Linked DNA regions of Zea mays: region 2 is linked to region 1. The links are chromatin contacts, called in public Hi-C maps. All regions are on one chromosome and are shown on one strand. The core of a region is the stretch at or near the end of the contact, and the rest is flanking DNA. Distances in the headings are between cores, read along the strand shown. Region 1 holds the start of LOC100193025 (putative laccase family protein). Region 2 holds the start of LOC100285774.

Evidence for each region. Hi-C and Micro-C count contacts between places; a contact is called where the count stands out from the background.
Region 2: a contact with region 1 is called in a Hi-C map of ear, with 1.7 times the contacts expected there. The contact joins the promoter of LOC100285774 here to the promoter of LOC100193025 in region 1. A contact is called at or near these places in 2 of 25 Hi-C or Micro-C datasets (bundle sheath and ear).

The regions. Positions count from the first base shown.
Region 1 is chr1:39,862,317-39,869,865 of Zm-B73-REFERENCE-NAM-5.0, reverse strand. LOC100193025 (putative laccase family protein) reads left to right here and starts at 5,202. Exons shown (of 6, transcript NM_001138193.1): 1 at 5,202-5,400; 2 at 5,708-5,859; 3 at 6,328-6,575; 4 at 6,656-6,784; 5 at 6,866-7,549. The coding sequence starts at 5,287.
Region 2 is chr1:40,168,736-40,175,694 of Zm-B73-REFERENCE-NAM-5.0, reverse strand. It overlaps LOC100285774, which reads right to left and starts at 3,438. Exons shown (of 10, transcript NM_001158664.2): 1 at 3,061-3,438; 2 at 2,305-2,398; 3 at 1,512-1,628; 4 at 938-1,010; 5 at 740-858; 6 at 528-649; 7 at 187-363. The coding sequence starts at 3,173.

The DNA.
Region 1 (7,549 bases), core at 3,953-6,452:
GTGTGACGCTCGTTGGGGAAGAGGGATGACTTGTTGAAGGCGGTGGCGGCGAGTCCTTCATTGTCGGAGTCGGAGGAGCAATCCGAATCCCACTCCTTTCCGATGTGTGCCTCGCCCTTGGCCTTCTTGTAATTCTTCTTCTTTTCCCTCTTGTTCCCCTGTTCCTGGTCACTATCGTTATCGGGGCAGTTAGCGATAAAATGACCAATCTTACCGCACTTGAAGCATGAGCGCTTCCCCTTTGTCTTGGTCTTGCTTGGCTGCCCCTTGTGACCTTTTAGCACCGTCTTGAAACGTTTGATGATGAGAGCCATCTCTTCATCATTAAGTCCGGCCGCCTCAATTTGTGCCACCTTGCTAGGTAGCGCCTCCTTGCTTCTTGTTGCCTTGAGAGCAAGGGGTTGATGCTCGTTGATCGGTCCATTCAAGGCGTCGTCCTTTTGAGAAGAAGAGGATTCGTCGCTGTCGTAGTAGACGATCTCCTTGATGCGCCTTGTCTTCTTCTTCTTCCCATCTTTGCGCTTGTGGCCCAAGCCAGAGTCGTTGGATTTGTCATCTTTTGGCTCGTTGACGAAGGACTCCTTTTCCTTGTCGTTGATCACGATTCCCTTCCCCTTAGGATCCATCTCTTCGGGCGATTAGTCCCTTTCTTGAAGAGAACGGCTCCGATACCAATTGAGAGCACCTAGAGGGGGGGTGAATAGGTGATCCTGTAAAAACTTAAACTTATAGCCACAAAAACTTGTTAAGGGTTAGCACAATAATTGCCAAGTGGCTAAAGAGGAGATCTTGCACAATACGACAATCACAAAGAAATCAACACAGAGAAGACACGGTGATTTATCCCGTGGTTCGGCCAAGTACAAAACTTGCCTACTCCACGTTGTGGCGTCCCAACGGACGAGGGTTGCAATCAACCCCTCTCAAGCGGTCCAAAGACCCACTTGAATACCACGGTGTTTTGCCTTGCTTATCTTTACCCCACTTGCGAGGAATCTCCACAAATTGGAGTCTCTCGCCCTTACACTTAAAGTTCACAAAGAAGCGCGGAGTAAGGGAGGGAAGCAACACACACAAATCCACAGCGAAATGCGCACACACACGGCCAAGAATCGAGCTCAAAGACTATCTCAAAGTTCTCACAAGAACGGAGCTCGAATCACTTAGAATGACAATCGGATGCGCAAAGACTGAGTGTGGATGATCAAGAATGCTCTAAGGTTGCTTGTTGTTCCCCTCCATGCGCCTAGGGGTCTCTTTTATAGCCCCAAGGCAGCTAGGAGCCGTTGAGAACAAATCTGGAAGGCCATCTTTGCCTTCTGTCGTCGGGCGCACCGGACAGTCCGGTGCACACCGGACACTGTCCGGTGCCCGATCTCCTTCCTTAAACAGCGCAGTCGACCGTTGCAGATCTGGGAGCCGTTGGCGCACCGGACATGTCCGGTGCACACCGGACAGTCCGGTGCCCCTTTCCGACCGTTGGCTTGGCCACGTGTCGCGCGCAGAAACCGCGGCCGACCGTTGACCCTAGCCGACCGTTGGCTCACCGGACAGTCCGGTGCACACCGGACAGTCCGGTGAATTTTAGCCGTACGCCGTCGGCGAATTCCCGAGAGCGGCTACTTCGGCCGAGGCAGCCTGGCGCACCGGACACTGTCCGGTGCACCACCGGACAGTCCGGTGCCCCAGACCGAAACAGCCCCTTGGCTGTACACAGCCACCTCTTTCCTTTTCTTTTTCTTCCTGTTTCCAATACTTAGACAAGTATATTAGTACACAAAATCAATGTACTAAGACTTAGAAACATACCTTTGCTCTTGATTTGCACTTTATTCATCCATAGGCATGAATTCATATTTAAACACTTGTGTTGACACTCAATCACCAAAATACTTAGAAATGGCCCAAGGGCACATTTCCCTTTCAGTACCCCCAAGACTCCTAATCTCAGCTGGTAACCCCCATCAGCACTAAGCTGCAAAGGCCTGATGGGTGCGATTAAGCCAAGGCTCGGTCCACTCAAGGGACACGACCTCGCCTCGCCCGAGCCCAGCCTCAAGCAAGGGCAGCCGACCCCGGAAGATTCACGTCTCGCCCGAGGCCCGGTCTTCGCCAAGAAGCAACCTTGGCCAGATCGCCACACCGACCGACCAAATCGCAGGAGCATTTAATGCAAGTATGGCCTGACATCCTATCATGTCATGCGCCCTTCAGTCGACAGAGCCGAAAGTGACCGCGGTCACTTCGCCGCTCCACTGACCGGCATGACAAGAAGACAGCGCCGCCTGCGTCGCTCCGACTGCTGTGCCGCTCGACAGAGTGAGGTTGACAGCGGCCAAGTCCGGCCTCGGGCGCCATAGGAAACTCCGCCTCGCCCGACCCCAGGGCTCGGACTCGGGCTCGGCCCCGGAAGACGACGAACTCCGCCTTGCCCGACCCCAGGGCTCGGACTCGGGCTCGGCCCCGGAAGACGACGAACTCCGCCTCGCCCGACCCCAGGGCTCGGACTCGGGCTCGGCCCCGGAAGACGACTAACTCCGCCTTGCCCAACCCAGGGCTCGGACTCGGGCTCGGCCCCGGAAGACGACGAACTCCACCTCGCCCGACCCAGGGCTCGGACACGACCTCGACCCCGAAAGACCGACTCGACCCCGACCTCGGAGGAGCCTCCGCCTCGCCCGACCCAGGGCTCGGACCGACCACGTCACAGGGGGGCCCATCATTACCCTATCCATAGCTAGCTCAGGCTACGGGTAACGGGACCGGCGTCCCATCTGGCTCGCTCCGAAAAACAGATAATGATGGCGCCCCGCGTGCTCCATGACGACGGCGACTCTCAAACCCTTACGGAAGCAAGGAGACGTCAGCAAGGACTCGACAGCCCCGACAGCTGTCCTCCCGCAAGGCTCCAACGCTCCTCCGACGGCCACAACATCATATGAACAGGATGCCAAAACCTCTCTGGCTGCCACGAAGGCATGTACTTAGGGCACTAGCTCCTCTCTGCTAGACACGACAGCGCATTGCTACACCCCCTCATTGTACGCCTGGACCCTCTCCTTACGCCTATAAAAGGAAGGACCAGGGCTCTCTTACGAGAAGGTTGGCCGCGCGGGAGGATGGGGCGACGTGTAGAGTCCCTCGCTCTCCCCCCACGCGGACGCTTGTAACCCCCTACTGCAAGCGCACCCGACCTGGGCGCAGGACAAACACGGAGGCCGCGGGCTTTCCCCTCTCTTCTGTCCCCCCTTCGTGCTCCGTCTCGCGCCAACCCATCTGGGCTGGGACACGCGGCGACAATTCACTCGTCGGTCCAGGGACCCCCCGGGGTCGAAACGCCGACAATGGGGTACACTAAACATCTACAGAGATAGAGGAGAGAATTATAGGTGTATATTCGGGCCGCCCAGCCTGGCCCGGCCCAAGCCCGAAAAGACCCATATTGTTTGAATTTCGGCCCGGCCTGGCCCGTTTGAATTTCGGGCCGGCCCATGGGCCTAGCCCTCGGCCCACGGCCTGACACGTAATTGCTTAAACGTGCGGGGCTTATTTCGGGCGACCCGAAATTCACATCATGGCACGAAATTCAGTTTTTGGCCCGAAATTCACATCACAGCCCTAAATTCAAAACAAATTTAATAAAACAAATAAAAAGATAAGACACATAAATTTGACCAAAAGCAAACTTAATATTTGTATTAAGTTACCAGAGCTATGCAATGACTAACTTGTTTACAAATCATTTTGTTAGAAGAAAAAAGAGTATAATCAGCTCTATACAAAGTTCGTAAGTTCAGTTTATTATCTAATGTTCATAACAAAAGTAAAATTACATCACATACTCTAATTCAAAGCTACAAAAAACATCTAAATAGCATTATCTCTAGCTTTGTGTTTTTTATCAAGTACATGAAAGTGTGGAATGAAGTGTGATTTTAATAAATATATGGCCTTTTCGTGCCTCTATATGAGCCATTTCGTGCCTGCCTTAAACGAGCCGTGCTCGTGCCCGCCCATGGGCCGCGACCTCGGACCAAACCCGGCCCGATATATCGGGTCGTGTCAGCCTGACACTAAATTATTTCGGGTCGTGCCATGCCTGGGTGTATTTTTTTTTGTGCTTCGGGCCGGCCCATCAGACCCGGCCCAAATATACACATATAGAGAGGATGGCTGATGGCCTGCGCTGCAGCCAGTCTTAGAGTCGGTGTGCAATAGCGACGACGACACCGAGAGTGCATTAGCTAGGTGATGGTCTTTCCATCGCTAGCCGTATTAGAGTAGATCAGGTCCCTAGGTTTATGGGGCGAGGAATGTTAACCAATAATCCAATGTATTGTTATGCATGCAATCATAATACAAGAAGTCCCCTCTTTGACCGGATTCACATAAGATCAATCCAACAGAGAGGTGGCCTGGACCTGTGAGCTGCAGTGTTCTAAACTCTGATCTCTAGTTCGTCCGTCTATCAGTTTACAGGAGAAAAACTGTTGAAATTAACCGCTGAGCACTCCAATCCTAGCCAAGTGTTAATAAGGTAGCGTTCGATCTGACGCGACAAGGAAATCTCAACAGACGACGCGACGGTTAATTTGCGGTCGTTCCTTGAGAAGAACACACAAGATCATATCACAACACTGCAGGGGGGGCGGGCGCGGGCTTCAGTCTGTAATACGTACGTTGGAGATAATTGGCTGGCTGCATCATCTCAGTAGTCTCAGTCATGAGTCATGATTCCTGAATCCTGACGAGGGTGCACTCAGATCGAACGGTTCAAAAAAAAAATGAGCGCGCTGGACGCCGGAGAAAATACATGTACGTCCGTCCAGAGCGAGAGCAAGCAGCTAGCGGGGCCATACGTCAAAAAGGGCGATTCCTTTGCCTGCACTCTAAAATCCAGGCGGACCCAACTCTTTGTACATGACCAGGCAAAAGCGGCCGCTGGCTGGCGCTAATAAGCCCCGCCTTTTTCTCCGTCTCCTGTCAACACCCTTTCGATCATCATCGTCACCTAATTCTCGCTCCGCCCCGGTTTTTTCTTGTCACTGGGAAAAAAAGGGAAAATATCATGTCGCCACCTAATAAATTGCAAGGAAGGAAGGAAGGAATGCAACCACCGTCGTCAGTACTGTACTGTCCTCCTCCTCCTCGCTATATAACCCTTCATTCCTGCCGCGTGTTGTAGCTATAGCTCTAGCTAGCTATCTTGCTGCGGCCGGCCATATATAACAACCGTACGTCCTCGATCTCTCGTCCGAGATCGATCTGCGTGCCAAGGGAAGGGAGATGGGGGCGGCGCCGCCATCGTCGTGGCTTGCGTTCATCCTGTTCTTCGGCACGTTGGTAGCGTTGCCGCAGTCGTCACACGGCGGCGGCACAACCAGACACTACACCTTCAACGTAAGTGCATTTCACTCATCAACCAATTAAGCAGCCGCCGTTCGTCCATGCATGCTGTGTGTTCTTATGTACGTATACTTGCTGGCTAGGACTAGGAGTACCCACATGCATGCATGCATGCACGCACGCACGCAGTGATTTAGCTATAGCTGCTAGTAGTTCTTGTTGTTGATGCATGGTCGTCTGTTCTTCCATCGTCTATATATGAAGGAAGTTTGGGACGACGGACGTGACAGGGTCTATATATCATCTGCCGTTTCGAATCATGTCATGTGTGGTGTGGGCTTGTGTGTGGCATATATGGCAGGTGACGATGAAGAAGGTGACGCGGCTGTGCACCACCCGCGCCATCCCGACGGTGAACGGCCAGTTCCCCGGCCCCAAGATAGTCACCAGGGAGGGCGACCGCGTCGTCGTCAAGGTGCTGAACAATGTCAAGGACAACGTTACCATCCACTGGTAAACTTTCTCTTCATGTATATAGTAATTAGTATACATATATATATAGCGATCTGCCCTGCAGCAACGACGACGAACTGCCATGTTTCTTTGCACCAACGACGCGACGAACTGCAGCAGTAACCTAGATCATCATTCGCAAAGCTGCCATGTTTCAACGGAGAAATCATCGTTTCGTACCTCTGTCTCGATCCTGCTGGTTGGTGTCAGCAACTAATTAATAACAAGCAGCGTCTACCACCTTTTTATTTGTTTCCTGGATGCGATCAGCAGCTAGCTCGCCATCCTTTCAGTTAGCAAAGGACCAAGTGGGCAGCAGCCTAGTTTCAGGTCTTTCAGGACGTGCCAATGCAATATAATGCAGCTGATATATATTTGCATGCCCGTACTGATGCTTTTGTGTGCCTTCCCTCTGGGTGCGTGCGATGCAAACTGCATATACGTACACGCGAACGAATTGAACAACAGGCACGGCGTTCGGCAGCTGCGCACGGGGTGGTCGGACGGGCCGGCGTACGTGACGCAGTGCCCCATCCAGACGGGGCAGAGCTTCGTGTACAACTTCACCATCACGGGGCAGCGGGGCACCCTGTTCTGGCACGCGCACGTCTCCTGGATGCGCGCCACGCTCTACGGGGCCATCGTCATCCTCCCCAAGCGCGGCGTGCCATACCCGCTCCCGGTTAAACCCTACAAGGACGTCCCAGTCATCTTCGGTGCTGCTGCTGCTGCTGCTCTGCTCTGCTTGTAGCCTGCCCTGTACTACTAGGATAATTAACGTGCGATGTGGCCGCAGGAGAGTGGTTCAACGCGGATCCAGAGACAATTGTCGCCCAGGCGCTTCAGACTGGAGCAGGCCCAAACGTGTCGGACGCCTTCACCATCAACGGGCTCCCGGGCCCTTTGTACAACTGCTCCAGCAAAGGTAAGACTCGGCCCGTTCAGCCAGGGCCCATTGAAAAGTTCAAGCTCACCGTCATGTGTCACATGTGTGCTGCTTCCATAGACACGTTCAAGCTGAAGGTGCTGCCCGGCAAATGGTACCTGCTCCGTCTCATCAACGCCGCGCTCAACGACGAGCTCTTCTTCTCCATCGCCAACCACACGCTCACCGTCGTCGACGTCGACGCCGCCTACGTCAAGCCGTTCCGCACGGACATCGTGCTCATCACGCCGGGCCAGACCACCAACGTGCTCCTGCGCGCCGAGCCCGACGCGGGGTGCCCCGCGGCCACGCACCTCATGCTGGCGCGCCCCTACGGCACGGGCCAGCCGGGCACCTTCGACAACACCACCGTCGCGGCCGTGCTCGAGTACGCGCCGCCGGGCCACATCAGGAGCCTCCCGCTCTTCCGGCCCTCGCTCCCCGCGCTCAACGACACGGCCTTCGCCGCGAACTACAGCGCCAGGCTCCGGAGCCTGGCAACCCCGGACTACCCGGCCAACGTGCCCCGCGCCGTGGACCGCTCCTTCTTCTTCGCCGTCGGGCTCGGCACCAACCCCTGCCCCGTCAACCAGACGTGCCAGGGGCCCAACGGGACCATGTTCACGGCGTCCATGAACAACGTGTCCTTCAACATGCCCACCACCGCGCTCCTGCAGGCGCACTACGGCAGCGTCGCCGGCGTGTACACGCCCGACTTCCCCGTCGCGCCGCTCGAGCCGTTCAACTACACGGGCACGCCGCCGA
Region 2 (6,959 bases), core at 2,189-4,688, 310 kb before region 1:
AGACAAAGCAATAAACACTGGACTGAGAGAACTATAAGACAATAAAATTTTTGAATTAACTGCACAACCCTTCCAGCAAACAGTAAATGCATAAAAGCAAGTTACTACTGAAAAACTGAATAATTTGGCAACAGGAGCTGTCAACGGACAAGAAATGCAAGAATAAATTGATGGCCAATATCATACCCAAACCAGCCGCATGGCTGGAAATATAGCACAACTTTGTCTCCAGTTGTCAGGTTCGTCATGACCATCTCTCCAGGAGAATCAACCCAAGTGCGCCCAAATATCAGGTTGTTAACCTTTGTTAGTGGTGGCACCAAATCCAACACGACACCAGATTTTTTTAGTGTCACTCGAGTCCTGTGACATGGAAATTATATTAGAGGGGTTAGATTTACTGATTTATACAAGTGGTCCCAACGCAGCCTTCAAAATGGTTTCCATTTTATTCCATTAGCTCAAATGGGTCAAAAATATTAAGGCACGCAGATCTCCAAGAAACAAATACAATTCTAATAATTCACCTTCCAACTGGGTAAATTTCCACTGAATTTCCCAAAAACTTGGTCTTCAACTTAGACGTGATATCGTAAGTAAAATGTTCATTCTCGCAGTGAGCAACACCCATTGGGGGATGATGGCTTACCTGACAAAATAAGGGTATGCATAATTAGCAAAATTTGTTGACAAAGCTGTCTCCATTCAAGATATCTGCAATGACATTCATATCACCAACCTGCTCAGCAAGAAATGTAATGCCCTGGTGGTTAACCATCTCATAAGTCTCTCCAAGGATCGGATTAAAAGGCTTCCATGTGCGTTGATATGCAAAGTACACAGAAACAGCCCATGTAGCTGAAAAATGGATTAACAGTTCAGGCAACCATGATATGGCATAGAATGGTGTGCAAGGGAAGGGAAGCAGAAAACTTACAAGCATAAACCATACACATGTATGGATCCTCACATTCATCTGCTTTGTCTAACAATTCACAGTATTCCATCAACTGCACTCAGCAGGAACAGGTAAAAACATTAGCATGAATCATCACATTAAATATAGAGAGAAGTTATTTTATGTATGGGACTCAGTACAGAATAAGAATATACTTGAATCACATAATGGGTGACTAAATCAAAACTTCTAACTCCATCCAATGACAGGGTCGCATTAAATTATTTAGCTCCATTTTTTTATTACTGGACTCATGGCATTACAATTAACCTAATTTCTACAGCAGAACACAGAAACATGAAGTCAAGAGTTTGCCAATTGCCATACAAATAATTGCTACTAAACCATAAGATAGCTTGTAAGATCTTCTAGCCTTATACATAAGTAAATATTTGGTGAACAGGAAAATTGCTACAGCACTGTATACGGTTTGTGCATAAAATGTTTTTTTCAAGCCGTCGAGAATCAAACAATTGCAGACACATCCTTCAGTTGTAGATGGGCAGTGTAAATCTCAAGAAGTCTAATTCAGAACATAATACAAAGTACAAACCTCGGCCATTTTCTGAAGCATTGTCATTGGCTCAAAAATTATGACTGGAAGTGTCACAAGTGATGTAACATCTGATCCTATGTATTTGTGCATCATCTTCCAGTAGCTATCACGGTCCTGCAAATTAACCACACATGATTGTTAAAGATCGTGATCCTGAATCAGGTCAGAACTCCAAGTGTAGGATAGTAAATAGTTGGATCATAACTACTACGATAAAAAAATCTTAGATTCTAGTATAGACTTCGATATCCATGTTAGTGCCAAATTATATTTGTCAAAAGGTACAGTATTTAAACCAACTTACTCGCTACTTCATGACCAACAAGCAAGCCTGCAAACGTCACAGGACTACTATAAACATGTGGTTGTGGGCATTTTTGTTTAGCCAATTTAAACGGCACACAGTGGCCTCCCATGTGGCATGTTTAAGAGTTCTGTGACATTCAAGGTATACAAGCAGAATATAGCTGTAAAAAATTTGAAACAAAAAAGGGGGAAATGAAACTTAAGGACCTAATTTGGCAGGAGACAATGTGCATTTTCAGCTTGGAGGTATCTTTTTAGTTCAGTAAGCTGATTTGAACACAAAAGTTTTACATGGAATTTATATTTGTTGATATTATCCAACTTCGCTCTGCGAGATTGAAAAAAAAATCACAAAATCAATTAATTTGTCATGAAGAGTGAATGTCCATGCAGAACACCCTCAATTTGGAAGTATTGTCAAATAAAATTTGTTCTCATGACTTTCTAGCAATACACTATTTGATGATGATTCAAATCTCCTTACCTCCTGCTTCCATCTCCCCTTCAAAGCTTCTTCTTCAGCATCATCTGTGCCTCCATCGGGGTTAATAACTTCAAGGCCTTCATAACCAAGCAGCCTACAGACATTGCATAACAGCAGATGGTAACTAACAGAAACCCGTCTTAATTACTAAAGACCAACATCTTTACATAGGAGGCCAATGCCAGCCCATTGACCACAAACATTCGTGAAAATTCAAGTCTACAAAGGCAAAACCTAAGTACAAAGTGGAACAAAAGTCTAAACTTAGGGAAAAGCAAAGATCCAACATATGTTGTGCTTATCAAAGGAAGACCATTTTGATATAGGACAAACTGTTCGCATCCAATTCAGTACAGATTACATCATAGAAACTCCGTATTGCACACGTCATACTGTGTACAGTTCAGAGCATCACGTGTAAGGACCTATCATTCAACCAATCATCCACTTTATTATCGCTCTAGGTGAGAATATATGGCTGCACATAAGTAGCAAATAAATCACTGTATCATAATTCGAGTGAATCATAACATATAGAGTTACTAGATAACGAAGCTTGGAACTTAAGCGGAAACAATCGACTCGGAGTTCAACAGGATCACCGGACGGAATCAGAAGCAGCTGGGATCCGATGCAGGAGCATCAGATCACGGGTTGGAGAGGCCACGATCAGCTCGGGCAGAGCTCTAACGGGTAGCTCGATGCGGATCTGAGGGGAGGAGCGGGGAGGTAGGAAGCAGGTGGCCGAAAACTCACCCGTTGACGGATTTATGCACGGCGGTGCCCCAGCTGCGCATGCCGGCGGCGAACGACGAGAAGAAGCCGCCTCCCGAGGATGCAGCCCCTCCGTCCTGGTCCTTGGATCCCATCGCCGGCGATCTGCGGGGTCGAGCGAGCCGCGGCGCAGCAGAGCGAGCCGCGCGCGTGGGAGATAAAGGCTTAGGGTTTGGGGAGGCGCCTACCTACGTATATGCGAAGGAAGAGGGGCGGAGCGGCGGCCGCGATGGCGATGGCGACGTCGCCGCGTGGAATACGAACGCGAGGAAGAATTTGGAACGGTCGCGGGAGGACTAGAGCACAAGGGCAGGACGGCGGGCGGGGTTGTTCAGGTCGAGTCGCCCAGAGATTCCAATCCAAGGCCAGGCAGGCAGTGGTGGACTGGTGGTATTAACGAAACGACCGGACGCGGCACAACGTGGGTGACGAGAATGACCACAATGCCCTCCTAAACTCCTTATCGTTTGATTTTGCCTCTATTTGACATAAGGCTATTTTGAGTCTATGGTATCTTGTTACAATATCCAAGCTGTTATATTATATAAAAGTATATAAAATACAACTATCTCAATCATAGTATCATAGATTGTTTTTATCCTCTATAAAATATTAAATACTAGCATATATGAGTGTATGATGTGTGGATTACTTGGATGATTTAAGTTTTGCTATAAGGTCTCGAGCTGAAACAGTATCTCCCTCGTGATATAGTTTTCTTATATTTTTCTCTTAACTCTCTTGTAGTGTTATCAAAAATGTTTATATGGCATGTATTAAACGAGTATGGTTTGGGAACAGCCTTAGACGATACACAATAATTCCTAAACATTTATTCATAAAATCATTACTTTTTTAATCACAAAAGGTATTAGGAGTACCGAAAAATAGGCCATGATAATGTGTTGCTTGCATGTCTCCGTCACACCCTTTGCTATAGCTAGGTTCAGACTGGACAGCGTGCCGGTGATGATCGTCATGACCTTGCGGAGGGTGGTATACGTCGATCTTTAGTAGTGGCGAAGGCAAATCAGAATGTTCGCTTCGGATTAAAATCAGTTGTTTGGATACATACAAAACACTGTAGAAACAGTAGAAGCCGTTTCAGATTAAAGCCAAGTGAATAGCTCGATGAACTTGACGGGCATGATGGGACACATCATGAATGGTGGGACACACGAGGCATACAAGTCCACGACGACGTCGGTGTGCTCGGCGTCGCCCTGCGTAAAGTAGCAAACCTCGACTCCGGCTCGGGCAGTGGGGCATTGTGTGCTGCATGGCCGCATGGGCGTGCATGCTGCAGCAAACATGATTGGCTCTTTGGTCTAGAAGGAGAGCTACCGCAGGCGGCACAAGTGCATGTATTTTTTTAGAGGGTTTGTTTTTTAAAGATTAAGAGATAAGGTTAAGAGTTGTTAGAGATTGTTGTTTTAAACCTTATAAAAATAAATTAGAGAAGTTTTTTGAAACTTCTTGGAGATGGATTTGGCATCCTTCATCTCAAGCTTCTTCATAATGTCTTGGTTGTACTTCGCTTGGTTAATGAAGGTGTTGTCTTGAGTTGCTTGATCTGTAATCCTAAGAAAAACTTTAACTCCTCCATCGTTGACATCTCAAATTTATTGACTATTATCCTACTAAACTCTTCATAAGATGATCGGTTAGTAGAACCAAAGATAATATCATCAACATAAATTTAACAAATAAATAGATCATCATCAACCGTCTTAGTGAAAGCGTATGATAGGCTTTTCTAATTTTAAATGAAATTGCAATAAGGGAATCTCTAAGGCATTCATATCGTGCTTCTAGGTGCTTGCTTAAGATCGTGGATCACCTTATTGAGCTTATAGACATGGTTAAGATACTTATCATCTTCAAAGTCATGAGTTTGCTCAACATAGACCTATTCATTGATTGGTCCATTGAGGAATACACTATTGACGTTCATTTGATACAACTTAAAATCGTGGTAAGTAGCATATGCTAATAATATTCGAATTGACCCAAGCTTAACTACGAGTGTAAAGATTTCATCAAAATGCAAAGCTTTGACTTTTGAATACCCCTTAGCCACAAGTTGTACCATGATCCTTGTCACCACACCATGTTCATCTTGCTTGTTGTCAAAGACTCACTTGATCCCTACAACATTTTGGTTAGGATGTGATACTAAGCTCCAAATCTCATTACTCTTGAAATTGTTGAGCTCTTCTTGCATGGCCACAACCTAATCTAGATCCTTAAGTGCATCTTCTATCCTAAAAGGCTCAAGAGAAGACATGAAAGAGCAATTTCACAAAAATTTGCTGTTCTAGAGCATGTAGTTACTCCCTTGTGAATATCTCCAAGGATCATGTCCATCGAATGATCTCTTTAAATAGTTTGTTTGACTCTTGGGTGAAGCACTTGAGTTTTTTTATTGTTGAATTGCTTCTTCATCCTCCTTGTCTTGATTTTCTTCATCTCTCATTTGATGTGTGTCATCATCTTGATTGTATCGATCCTCGTCTTAAGTTGGGGGTGACGTTTGAGTAGATGATGGTTGATATTGTTCTTGATTTGGTTCTTTGATAGTCACCTTGAGGGAGGTGAATAGGAGAAACCTAAAATTTAACCACTTAAGAACAAAACTTGATCCCAGCTAGTTGGTTAGAACAAGAGGTAAGATAATTAGAGTTAGGGAGATGAATTCTTCTTGCAATGTGTTGCTCTAATGAGTGTGCGGAATAATCTTGGGAGCAACACAAAATTATTAGAATGTAAATCAATGGAAGATAACTTAGACATGAAGAGGGAAAACAAATTGCAAACAAACAAACAACAAAGGAAACATCGATTTATTTACCGAAGTTTGGTTTCCAAATGAAACCTGCATCTCCATTGAGGCGTCCAAGGGACCGGGTCTCTTTCAACACTCTCAAGTGATTCCACAGATCAAACTTAAGTCCTCTCGCATTTCTTAACTCAATCGAAGAGATTGAAGTCTCCGCAAGGTGCTCCACAAGCTCGAATGCTCTTGCTAGCCTTTACAATGAATGAGAGTCAAAACTCCAAGCACGATGATCACAAGAATGCAACACACACTTTGCTATTGGCTCTCTCACAAGACACTATCTCAATTCATAAGATTATGGCTATCTCAATGCTCAATTCAGTCTATTTGGGCACTAGGGAGGCTTGATCACTTTGGGAGTGTAGCTCTTGGATGTAGGAGTTATTGCCCAACTCATGTGTATTGAATGGGATAGTTGGGGTGTATTTATAGCCCACAACCACCCAAATAGTCATTGGGATCAAATCCCAAAATCTGCAATCTACGGGTGCACCAGACCTCATACAATACATGTCTTGTACACACTAGACCTCTACCACACCTGTAAGGTTAGTGATCGTTCTATACAAGTGTCAGGTGTGAGGATGGCAGCAGATCTACCACGTCAGTGCCATGTCATCCGACCATTGGGTGTACGGGTGGCCCGGTGCTTACCGGACCAAAGTCTAGTGCTCCAACTGCTCCAAATTTGAAACATCGTCTCTGCGTAAATGGTTCGGTGCACCATCGAATTGGTCGCCCAGAATATTGTCTCTCTGCGTAACGATCTCACCGGACTGGGTCGTAGAGCAGCACAGTTAAGTCCTTTTGGGCTTTTCTTCTTTGTCTACATTTGGATGTCTTCTTGAGCTTTCCTATGACTTAATACAAATGTATCTAAAGTCTATCCAACTAGTCTAAGTCATAGATCTTGATCTTTTTGAATTATCAAACTCATATTCTTATTTTGGCTCAAACTTAGCTCCAAAGAGTCATTATCAATTTCTGAGCTTCATAGCCTCTCTTAGATGCTCAAATGTGTTCCTAGGGCAACTTAGAACTT